2 separate regions of the Mus musculus genome follow, and region 2 is linked to region 1. A link is a contact called in public Hi-C data. All regions are on one chromosome and are shown on one strand. The core of a region is the stretch at or near the end of the contact, and the rest is flanking DNA. Distances in the headings are between cores, read along the strand shown.

Region 1 (5,983 bases), core at 2,576-5,075:
GGTACTCCTTTAATACTCGAACCATATATTTTATATTTTGCCTTTCTAAGCTTGCTATGCTTGTTCAAACTTCTCTTTGTGAGACTTAACCAGAGAACAAAGTCTCTGCTGGGCTTTTTTGAAACTTCCTTTGTCAATGCAATTAATGCAATTAATCCAAGTCTCTTCACCTTAGCCTCAGGCAGACTTTTCAGACAAGGGTAAAAAGTAGCCACATTCTTCACCAAAATACCACAAAAACAGTCTTTATGCCACATACTGAAATTCTTCTCCTTTGAAATCTCTTGGGCCAGGTCAACACAGTTCAAATTACTCCCAACAACAAAGTCTTCCATATTCCTACTAGGATGACCCATTAAGCCCCATTTAAAGCATTCCACTGAGTTCCAAATCCAAAGTCCAAAGATCCACATTCTTTCAGATAAAAGCATGGTCAGGCCTATCACAGCAATACCCCACTCCTAGTACCAACTTCTGTCTTAGTTAGGGTTTTACTGCTGTGAACAGACACCATGACCAAGGCAAGTCTTATAAAAAACAACATTTAATTGGGGCTGGCTTACAGGTTCAGAGGTTCAGTTCATTATCATCAAGGTGGGAGCATGGCAGTATCCAGGCAGGCATGGTACAGAAGGAGCTGAGAGTTCTATGTCTTCACCCAAAGGCTGCTAGTGGAAGACTGACTTCCAGGCAACTAGGGTGAGGATCTTATACCCAAACCCACAGTGACACACCCATTCCAACCAGGTCACACCTATTCCAACAAGGCCACACCTTCAGATGGTGCCACTCCCTGGTCCAAGAATATACAAACCATCATAGGTACCAATTCTAATATCTATCAAAATGTATTTCCAACTAAAGTTAATCAAAAGACATGAAGAAGGACACTTTATTTACATCAAAGAAAAAATCTATCAGATCATCTGAATTCTTAACATCTACATCCCAAATGCAAAAGCACCACATTTGCAAAAGAAATATTACTAGAGTGTAAATCACACATAGAACCCCACTCAATAATAGCAGGAGACATTAACACCCAACTCTAAACAATGGGCAGGTTATCAAGACAGAAACTAAATAGAGAAATAATGTAACTAACAGGTATTACAATTCAAATGGACCTAACAGATATCACAGAACATGTCACCTAAACACAAAATAATATATCTACACAGCACCTCACGGAACCATCTCCAGAACTGACCATATTTAGTCTCAAAGAAGGTCTCAACAGACACAAGAAAAATTAAAGCAACCCTCCATATCTAATCAAACAACCAGGGATTAAAGCTCAATTTCAACAACAAAAAGTTTACAAGTCCATGGAAATTAAACAACTCCCTTCTGAACAACCATTATGTGTAGGTAAAGATAAAGAAAGAAATTAGAAACTTCCTAGAATTCAATGAAAATGAGTGCACAATATACCCAAACTGAGGAGCCACGATGAAAGCAGTGCTAAGAGAAAAGTTCATAGCATTAAGTAACTTCATAAAGAAAGAGAGAGATCTCATACTGGCAACTTAACAGTGTACCGGAAAGCTCTAGAATAAAAAGAAGCAAGCACAGCCAAGATCAGTAGATGACAAGAAATAATCAAACTTAGGACTGAAATCAATAAAATAGCAACAAAGAATCAATTAAAACAAAGTGTTGTGTATTTCTAGAAAATCAATGAGCTAGATAAATCCTTATCCAAACTAACTAAAATGCAGAAAGAGAAAATTCAAATTAACAAAATCAGAAAGAAAAACAGAGACATATCAATAGGCACCAAGGAAATCTGAAGAATCGTTAGGTCATACTTTAGAAACCTGTACTCCACAAAATTGAAAGTTCTAAAAGAAATGGACAAATTTCTTGATAGATTCCACTTACCAAAGTTAATCAAGATCAGATAAACCATTTAAATAGCCTATAATACCTAAGAAAGTAGAAGCAGTCATTAAAAGTCTCTCCCAACTCCCTCACAAATCAAAAACGCCCCCCAGGCTAGAATTCTACCAGACTTTCAAAGAAGAACAAATACCAATAATTATCAGATGTTTTTACAAAATAGAAATAGAAGGAACATTGCCAAATTCATTTTATGAAGTCACAATCACTATGATCGCCAAACCACACAAAGATTCACCAAAGAATTACAGACAAATTTTCCTCATGAAATTGTTGTAAATACACTTAATAAAATTCTTATAAACTGAGCCCAAGAGCACAACAAAAATGTCAACCACCATGATCAAGTAGGTTTCATTCCAGAGACACACTGATGGTTAAACATGAAAATCTACCAATGTAATCCATCATATAAACAAAATTAAAGAAAAACAAATGCATGATCATCTCATTAGATGCTAAAAAACCCTTTGACAAAAATCCAACACCCTTTCATAATAAAGCACTAGAATATATCAGGTAATAACAAAACGTATTAAAGGCAATATACAGCAAGCTGATAGCCAACATCAAATTAAATAAATAAAAAAGCAACTCTATTAAAATTAAAAACAAGACAAGACTGTCCACTATTCTCCTATCTATTCAATATAGTACTTGAAGTTCTGGATAAACCAATAAGACAACTAAAATAGATCAAGAGGATACAAATTAGAAAAGAAGTCAAAGTATTGTTATTTGCAGATGAGAGTATAGTATATAAGTAACCAAAAAATTCTGCTGGGGGACCCCCACAGCTGATAAACACCTTCAGCAAAGTGGCTGTATATGTCAAGAGCCATAATGGGACAAGCTAATAACTAGCAGGTGATCATCCTGAAGTGGCCTGCCTCGGATAATTATATAATCAGTGACAGGTGAGCCCTCATTAAACAAGGCTATGAGGGACTCATTTTTGGAAAGATTCCTGTTATTAATATGCTTTTCCTGTTATAATTCAGCATATATAACAATCACTAAGTAGGAGCACACCCCTTTGGAGCAGATCTCTACAGATACATGAAGATGTACTATCTTGTAGTGATGCTATATAGACAAATAGATGACTTAAGTCTTAATGATGACCCTATAAGAATTCCTAAAATTATATCTGTGATTATTAAGCTCTTTTATTCATAGGACTGCTATTAGGTCCTTTTCTGATAGTCAAAGCTGCAATGAGACCTCTGTCAGTCTCTGCCTCGGACTGGCCTCAGTCAGCCCCTCAATCCGCAGGAGAATCAGGGTCCCAGTACAGGTGCGCAGGAGTCGGCGAAAAGGTGACAAACAGACACAAGCACAAGGGAATGTTGTATCTGAACGTAATTTGTCAAAGTGAGCATCAGACTTATATATTACAGAAGAAAACAAAGAAGTTAGGTGACATAACAGCCAAGGTACATTGAAGTTATCTGACACAAAACAGAGAAATGCATTCAAAAGACTGGCAGGAACCAGGCAATGTTTACCATTGAGATAAGATCAGCCCTACCTAAAGTCAGCTAATGACAGGGGCCAGGTGAAGATTTCAAACCCTAGTCACAATTTATGCTATTCCTCTGAGCCTTGTGAAAGCTTGCACCAGGGGGTTCTGCTCTAGCAGACCTTTTCATGAATAATGCAATACTGTAGTTCTTTTTTAAACCACAACCCTCCTTTTACCTAGGCCATGGTAAATTCTTGCATATGGGAGTAACTTGGCTGCTCTTTTAAGTATCTGTAGGGAATCTCCATTTGTCAGAAGAAGTCACCAACTTTCCTCTAATATGCAATGTAGTTTGCCATACCTGACTGTAATGAAGATTCTAAGTATACTTTGCTAAGCTTGCCCTGAGAATACTAGCTCCTGTCTGGCAAACTGAGATGCCTGATTACTAACTGTCAACACTGGGACATGCCACCTGGGTGAATAACATTCTTACAAAATTCCAAGCCCAGGGTCAGCTCAAAGACTGCCTAGGACATTGGTGAAAGCCAGGGAGTAAAGTTCAACCTGATTTAGGTATTATTAAAACCATTTCTTGGAGGCACCTATAATAAAACAAATACTGAAAGAAAGCACACAGATCCATTCACTGACCAACGCAGGGACAGGTTTGGAGCATTCATGCCAAGGTTCCAGGAGACTGAGTTTCCATGAAACTCTTTGCCTCGGGACTGCAACCAAGCCTTTAGGCCCATCACACAGACTTCACTGGAGTGGGTGTGGCCAGGCTCCTAAGTGTTAGCATTTAATTGTTCTTAGGTGGTAACCAGACTTTCTCCTACCCAGAGCACATTCCAAGAGATTGTAAAACAATTAACCAAAGATCATTAAAAGGGAACTAACGATTTATTGTAGGTGTTAGGCCAGAAAATAAAGTATCGACTGGGTTTATCTATACAAAACTTCACTAACAACTTAGTTATGGTTTTAACCCTTCAGTGAACCTGTGGATCTGAAACAGGTGATGGATATGCATGTGAAAATTCACTGTGGTAAACTTCTATTTCAATTTATGGTTTGATTATTTTTGTGTGAACTTCTGATGAACTTTGTAACATGTGATCATGTATTCTGGAAGATGTATAAGTACTGAGGACAAAGAGATGAGAGAGATCAATAGAGGAGTCTTTTTTTGCCTATCCCCACTTAGACTTGAATCTTTCTTTTCCCTTTAACCACTTAGAGAATTTTCCCTCCCCCCACCCCCACTTAGGATCTTTCGCTTGTCCTCTTAAATAGTTTTCATGGGAAACTTTTTACAACTTAGTAATAAACTTCTTTAAGAGTCTTCTCTTCCTGCAGTTTCTGACTAACAGGCTGAAAGTTAGAGCCTGCTAAGTTCCTGCTGAGGTAGAACAAAGGCTGCATTGCTTAATCCTCCTCTGTTAGGCTACAGGTGTTAATAACCCAAGCCAGCAGTCTTTTACCCTCAGAAAGAGCAAGAAAGTTTTTAGGACTTCTTAGAAGTTATCATTAGCAGTTTAGTATAATTAGAGAGCTAGAAAGCCCCAGATCCTCAGACTTTAAAGCCATCACCAGAGTCCTACTCTGTGACTCCTTGGCCTCGACCTGGGGGCTCCTGGCATAGATAGAAGATTAACTCAGAGAAATAAGTAGCCTTCCTATACATGAATGATAAATGAGTTGAGAAAGAAGTAAGGCAAACAACACCCTTCACAATAGCAACAAATAATTTAAAATATCTTCTTGTAACTCTAACCAAGCAAGTAAAAGACCTGTATGATAAGAACTTCAAGTCTTTGAAGAAAAAAATTGGGCATGATATCAGAAGACTGAACTATCTCCCATGTTCATGGATTCATAGGATCACCATGGTAAAAATGACCATCATATCAAAAGGAATCTACAGATGCAACAGGATCCCATCAAAATTCTAAAACAATTCTTTATAGGACTTGAAAAAGTGATACTCAACTTCATATGGAAAAACAAAAAATCCAGGATAGCTAAAATAATTATGTACAGTAAAAGAACTTCCCTGATTTAAAGCTCTACTACAGAGTTATGGTAAAATACACACACACACACACACACACACACACACACACACACAGAGAGAGAGAGAGAGAGAGAGAGAGAGAGAGAGAGAGAGAGAGAGAGAGAGAGAGAGAATGAATATTGGTAGAATAGAAACAAAGACCTAGACATAAATCCACACCTATTTTTGACAAAGAAGGCAAAACAACTCAAAAAACCATCTTCAATAAATGGTGCTGGTCTAACTGGATGTCTGCATGTAGAAGAATGAAGGCCCAGTCCAGTGAGCAGAGGGATGAAGATATGAAGATATCTCTCTCTCTCTCTCTTTCTCTTTCTCTCTCTCTCTCTCTCTCTCTCTCTCTCTCTCTCTCTCTCTCTCTCTCTCTCTCTCTCTCTCTCTCTCTCTCTCTCTCCCTCTCTCTCCTTTCTGTTTCCTCCCATCTACAAGACAAGTTCTTCAAGTTCATAAAGATAAACTGGGGAACAATTATCACAGGGATTCAGGAGTGTTGAGAAGTGGTCAGGTGTCTAAAATGCTTTTGCACCCAAGGAGAG
Region 2 (6,505 bases), core at 761-3,260, 38 kb before region 1:
CCCCAAGCATCTCTTTCCAATGTTGTCTTTTAAAACAAGAAAAGGAAAAGAAGAACATTTCTAGAGATGGTCTTAGCTGCTAGTAAGATGCAATAAACTTAGAATCAAGACTAGAATGTGCCCACTCGTCATAATACTAAGTAAAGGCAACGTAAAAAGAAAAAAAAAATGAACTTTCATAATTACACTAAAAAGAGAAATAGACCAGAGGTAATTTTGTGTTCAAAAAAAAAAAACATTTAGATCCAAGGATAAAGTCACAAGTGTGCACTATGATAAGGCAAGAACATGTAAAAACTGTTGCTTTCAACTTATAGAGTATATTATAATGAAATGCTGCTTTGAACTTAATATCAACATCCTCTGTAACTCTCATTCTATGTAACATTTTATCTCTGAGGTAATTTTCTAAAGAATTTTTTGCCTAAGAAGGTATAAAAAGACTAGATAAAAGAAAAATGAAAAAAGAAACAATCCCTTCAGATCTCGTATTCATGGAGTGACTGCACCAGCCGAGCACCATGTTCTGGATTTCCCTCCATTCTCAGACCAACTAACTGAGTAAACCTTTTTTTTGTTTGTTTGTTTGTTTTTCCAGACAGGGTTTCTCTGTATAGCCCTGGCTGTTCTGGAACTCACTCTGTAGACCAGGCCGGCCTCAAACTCAAAAATCTGCCTGCCTCTGCCTCCCAAATTCTCGGATTAAAGATGTGCGCCACCACTGCTCGGCCTGAGTAAACTTCTAAAACCTTGTGGGGGAGGATAAACAACAAAAAGTTTAGAAAAACAAACAAACAAACAAACTTGTTGTTCCCTGTTTCCCATGAACATTAAGCTGCAAACTAAAGTATGAGTAGCCTGGAGATGAGAAAGTCAGTCTGGATTTGAGTCACATGATAAAATGTTTCTGTATTTTGTAATTTGAAGCCTTTTGGAGGTATGGGATGGAATTTTATCTGAATGTGTTGTTTTTGTTTGTTTGTTTGTTTGTTTGTTTGTTTTTGACTCTAAATGACTTCAAAGATAATTCCAAACAATAAGTGTTTACAAATGACCACAGACATTTGAATGCACTATGCCAATCTTCCCTGAGGAGAAGTCAGTCTTCCAGGGTAAATTGCAGGTAAGCAGTGGCAGCCTCTGGTTCCATGCATCTGCGTTTATTATTCAAGGGTCACAGGATACAACACAGACAAGGAGCTATCTATCCCAGGAACCAAGGAGGAAAATAAGCAGTGTGCACCCACACCTCTCCTAAGAGGTTGGGGACTCCAGAGCCCCATCTTACTTTGACAAACAATTTTCTTATCACCTTTGTAAACGGAAGAAGAAAAGAAACATTCCTCGAGATCCCCTTGTGCTGGCAGCTATCATAGTCATAATTTTAAAATCTTTGAATTGGAAATAAAGCCATCAGGAAAGCTCTTCATGGTCCCTCCACCTGATTCACACAGAAGATGGCATCTGAGGGGTTGCAGAGTCTGCTAAGAGGCAGTTGGGCCCTGCCTATTCCTATTTGTCATCTAGCTCTGCACCCTCCTTTGTCCAGGTCAGAAGAAGTTGAGAGAGAGAGAGAGAGAGAGAGAGAGAGAGAGAGAGAGAGAGAGAGAGAGAGAGAGAGAGAGAGAGAATTCATCATTCTGTGTGGTTGGTAAAATAATTGTCTATAGAGAATGTTAAGGAGGTAACCCATGGTTCACTGATCCCAGCCAGAAGTTCCATTTGTCTAAGCATAACTGGAAATTAATTTTCAAACTCTGTTTTAAATTACCTATTACTTGCTATAATTTGGGACTGTGGAAACCTGAGCCACATCTATCTCCTGAAGGGGTTGGTAACAGGTTCTGAGAGCTGCACAGACGAGCCAAGCCATACCATCTTCTACCAGGTACTACGAGCTCCCATATATTCCCTCTGTATTGAGAAAAAAAACACTGAAGACATGATGAAAGCAGTCGCAAAGCATCTTACCTGAACTCAGGCTTCTACAACAAGTGTGGCATGTCTAACCTGCACCTGATCTGAAAGTCCCACTTTAAAGCCTCTCTGCTTTTTTTCAGTTCAGTGATGATTAACTATCTCTTCAGGTCACTGTCCTACACAAATAGGAAAAAGAAGGAAAAAAACCAGGAAGAAAGAAGCAAACAAAGATCTAGGTAGGAATTATTTGATCCAGACTCCTGTGTTTTAAAGACTGTATTTAAAACTTCTCAGAATGTACACATTATATTTTTATACTTTATATTATACAAGTGCCAAAATAACAAACTTTGTTTTTAGAAGTGGCTTGCAACTTTCATCCAATTGTATTGGTTGCACATTAGTATCTTTGATAATTTATATGAATACAACATATTACCCACTACTTAAAAGCATTCAATGTAATTCTGAAAAAGAAGCCAGGTTAATTCATGTTCAAAAGAAAATTGACTTTATGTGGAAGTCTTTGATCCACTTGGACTTGAGCTTTGTACAAGAAGATAAGAATAGGTCTATTTGCATTCTTCTGCATGATAACTGCCACGTGAGCCTGCACCATTTGTTGAAAATGCTGTCTTTTTTCCACTGGAAGATTTTAGCTCCTTTGTCAAAGATCAAGTGACCATAGGTGTGTGGGTTCATTTCTGGGTCTTCAATTCTATTCCATTGGTCTACCTGTCTGTCATTGTACCAGTACCATGCAGTTTTTATCACAATTGCTCTGTAGTACAGCTCGAGGTCAGAGATGGTGATTCCACCAGAGGTTCTTTTATTGTTGTGAATAGTTTTTGCTATCCTAGGTTTTTTGTTATTCAAGACGAATTTACAAATTGCCCTTTCTAACTCTATGAAGAATTGAGTTGGAATTTTAATGGGGATTGCATTAATCCTGCCAATCCATGAGCATAGGAGATCTTTGCATCTTCTGAGATCTTTGAATTCTTTTTTCAGAGACTTGAAGTTCTTGTCATACAGATTTTTCACTTGCTTAGTTAGAGTATTTTATATTATTTGTGACTATTGTGAAGGGTATTGTTTCCCTAATTTCTTTCTCAGCCTGTTTGTCTTTTGTGTAGAGAAAGGCCACTGATTTGTTTGAGTTAATTTTATATCCAGCTACTTCACTGAAGTTATTTTTTAATTAGATATTTTCTTCATTTACATTTCCAATGCTATCCCGAAAGTCCCCCATACTCTCCCCCCCACACTCTCCTACCCACCCACTCCCACTTCTTTGCCCTGCTGTTCCCCTGTACTGAGGCATATAAAGTTTGCAAGACCAATGGGCCTCTCTTTCCAAAGATGGCCAACTAGGCCATCTTCTGATACATATGCAGCTAGAGACACGAGCTCCGGGGGGGGGGGGGTACTGGTTAGTTCATATTGTTTTTCCACAGGTTGCAGACCCCTTTAGCTCCTTGGATACTTTCTCTAGCTCCTCAATTGGGGGCCCTGTGATCCATCCAATAGCTGACTGCGAGCATCCACTTCTGTGTTTGCTAGGCCCTGGCATAGCCTCACAAGAGACAGGTATATCTGGTTCCTTTCAGCAAAATCTTGCTAGTGTATGCAATGGTGTCAGCGTTTGGAGGCTGATTATGGGATGGATCCCCAGGTGTGGCAGTCTCTAGATGGTCCATCCTTTCGTCTCAGCTCCAAACTTTGTCTCTGTAACTCCTTCCATGGGTGTTTTGTTCCCAATTCTAAGAAGGGGAAAAGTGTCCACATTTTGTCCTTCATTCTTCTTGAGTTTCGTGTGTTTTGCAGATTGTATCTTGTATCTTGGGTATTCTAAGTTTCTGGGCTAATATCTACTTATCAGTGAGTACATATCATGTGAGTTCTTTTGTGATTGGGTTACCTCACTCAGGATGATGCCCTCCAGGTCCTTTTTGGTCCTATTTCTAAACCAACCCTGACTCCCCTCCCCAACTCCTCTCCAACCCATTTCCCTCCTTCCATCTGCCTCTTATGACTACTTTATTTACCCTTCCAAGTGAGATTCAAGCATCCTCACTTGTGCCTTCTACCGTTTTTTACCTTCTGTGGGTCTGTGGAGTGTAGAAAGGATATTCTGTATACTATGACTAATATGCACTTGACTGTAAATACAATGTATGTCCTTCCATTTGCCTACAAAATTCATAATGTCTTTGGTTTTAATAGCTGAATAGTATTCTGCTGTATAGATACACCACATTTTCTTTATCCATTCTTCAGTTGAGGAACATCCAGGTTCTTTCTCATTTCTGTCTATTATGAATAACACTGCTATGGACATTACTGAGCAATTGTCGATGGGAGATGGTGGAGCATCTTTTAGGTATGTACCCAGGAGTGGAATAGCTGGGTCTTAAGGTAGAACTATTCCAAGTTTTCTGAGAAACCATCGAATTGACTTCAAAGGTAGTTTTACAAGTTTGCACTTTCACCAGCAATGGGAGAGTGTTGTTCCCTTTGCTCCACATTATTGCCAACATGTGCTATTTCTTGAGTTTTTCATTATAACCATTCTTATGGCTGTAAGATGGAAGCTCAAAGTTGTTTTGGTTTATACTTCCCAATGACTAAGTACTTTGATCATTTCTTTAAATGTTTTTTGGTCATTAGAGATTCCTCTGTTGAGAATTCTCTGTTTAACTCTGTACCCCATTTTTTAATTGGATTATTTAGATTATTCTTAACTAGCTTCTTGAGTTCTTTATAAATGTTGGACATTAGCCTTTTGTCAGATGGAAGTTTGGTGAAGATCCTTTGTCAATCTTTTGGGTTCTGTGATGGTTTATATATGCTCAGCCCAAGGAGTGGCACTATTAGAGGGTGTGGCCCTGTTGGAGTAGGTGTGTCACTCTGGGTGTGGGCTTTAAGACCCCAATCCTAGCTGCCTATTGGGCAGTATTCTACTAGCAGACTTCAGATAAAGATGTAGAACTCTCAGCTCCTCCTGCGCTATGCCTGCCTGGATGCTGCCATGTACCCATCTAGATGATAATGGACTGAACTTCTGAACCTATAAGGCAGGCCCAATTAAATGTTGTCCTTATAGGAGTTGCTTTGGTCATGGTGTCTGTTCACAGCAGTAAAACCCTAACTAAGAAAGGTGCCATTTTGTCCTATTGACAGGGTCCTTTGACTTACAGACGCTTTGCATTTTCATGAGGTTCCTTTTATCAATTGTTGGTCTTAGAGCCTGAGCCATTGGTGTTCTTTTCAGAAAGTTTTCTCCTGTATCAATGCATTCAAAGCTATTTCTCACTTTTTCTTCTATGAGATTTGGTTTTATATTGAGGTCCTTGACCCACTGAGACTTGAATTTTGTGCAGGGTAATAAATATGAATCTATTTTTCATTCTTCATGTAGACATCCAGTTGTACCAGCACCATTTGTTGAAGATGCTTTCTGTTTTCATTATATAGTTTTGGATTCTTTATGAAAAATCAAGTGTCCATAGATGTCTAGGTTAATTTCTGGATTTTTTATTCAATTCCATTGATCAATATATCTGTTTTTGTTCCGATGCCATGAACTTTTTATCACTATTTCACTGTAGTAAGTTTGAAGTCATGGATTGTTATTCTTCCCAAAGTTCTCTTATTGTTCAGAATTGTTTTGGTTATCCTGTTTTTTTTTCTTTTCTTTTTCCATATGAGGTTATTTGATCTTTTAAAGTCTATAAAAAAATTGTGTTGAAACTTTGATGTGGATTGCACTGAACTTGTATTGATTTTGGTAAGATGACCATTTTCACTATGCTAATCCATGAGCACAGGAGATCCTTCCATCTTCTGATATCTTCTTTAATTTCTTTCCTTAGAGACTTGAAGTTCTTGTTATATATACATTTCTTTTGCTTGGTCAGAGTTACACCAAGATATTTTATATTATCTGTGGCTATTTTAATGTGGCTGTTTCTCTAATTTCTTTCTCAGCCTGTTTATCATTTATAAAAAGAAGGCTATTGATTTATTTTAGTTAATTTTGTGTCTAACCAGTTTGCTGAAGGTATTTATCAGCTGTAAGAGTTCCCTGGTAGAATTTTTGGGATTGCTTAAGTATAATATCATATCATCTGCAAATAGCAATACTTTGACCTCTTCCTTTCTAATTTGTATCTCCTTGATCTCCTTTAGTTGTCTTATTGTTCTGAATAGACCATCAAGTACTTTATTTAATAGCGTGAGTGGGTTGCCTTTGTCTTATCTCTAATTTTAGTGGAATTGCTTTAAGTTTCTCTCCATTGATGCTGGCTATTGGCTTCTGAGTATTGCTTTGATTATTTTAGGTATGTGTGCCTTGTATCCCTAATCTATGTAATACTTTTCATGTAAAAGGATATGGGATTTTGTCAGGCTTTTTGAGTATCTAATGAAATGATCATGTAATCTTTTTTCTTTCAGTTTGTTTATAAGATGGCTTACATTGATAGATTTTCATATATTGAACTATCCCGGTATCACTGAAATGAAGTCTACTTGATCATAATGGATGATGTTGTTGATGTTTCCTAGATTGTGTTTGATACTA

The links. Hi-C and Micro-C count contacts between places; a contact is called where the count stands out from the background.
Region 2: a Hi-C map of liver shows a contact between it and region 1, with 5 times the contacts expected there. The contact joins the promoter of Slco1b2 here to the enhancer-like site in region 1. A contact is called at or near these places in 1 of 39 promoter capture datasets (liver), 4 of 484 Hi-C or Micro-C datasets (all in liver), 2 of 115 datasets of contacts at active chromatin or transcription factors (both in embryonic stem cells) and 2 of 9 other capture datasets (adipose tissue and liver).

Annotation. Positions count from the first base shown.
Region 1 is chr6:141,588,978-141,594,960 of GRCm38.p6, reverse strand. No RefSeq gene overlaps it. Among named protein-coding and RNA genes, the nearest start is that of Slco1b2, 38 kb to the left of the region's middle. Within about 2 kb of position 3,825, at least 19 of the 459 cell types and tissues checked have an H3K27ac peak or open chromatin away from gene starts, as enhancers often do. A contact at or near this core is called in embryonic stem cells and liver, where this site is marked.
Region 2 is chr6:141,625,023-141,631,527 of GRCm38.p6, reverse strand. It overlaps Slco1b2 (solute carrier organic anion transporter family, member 1b2), which reads right to left and starts at 2,010. Exons shown (of 16, transcript NM_020495.2): 1 at 1,972-2,010.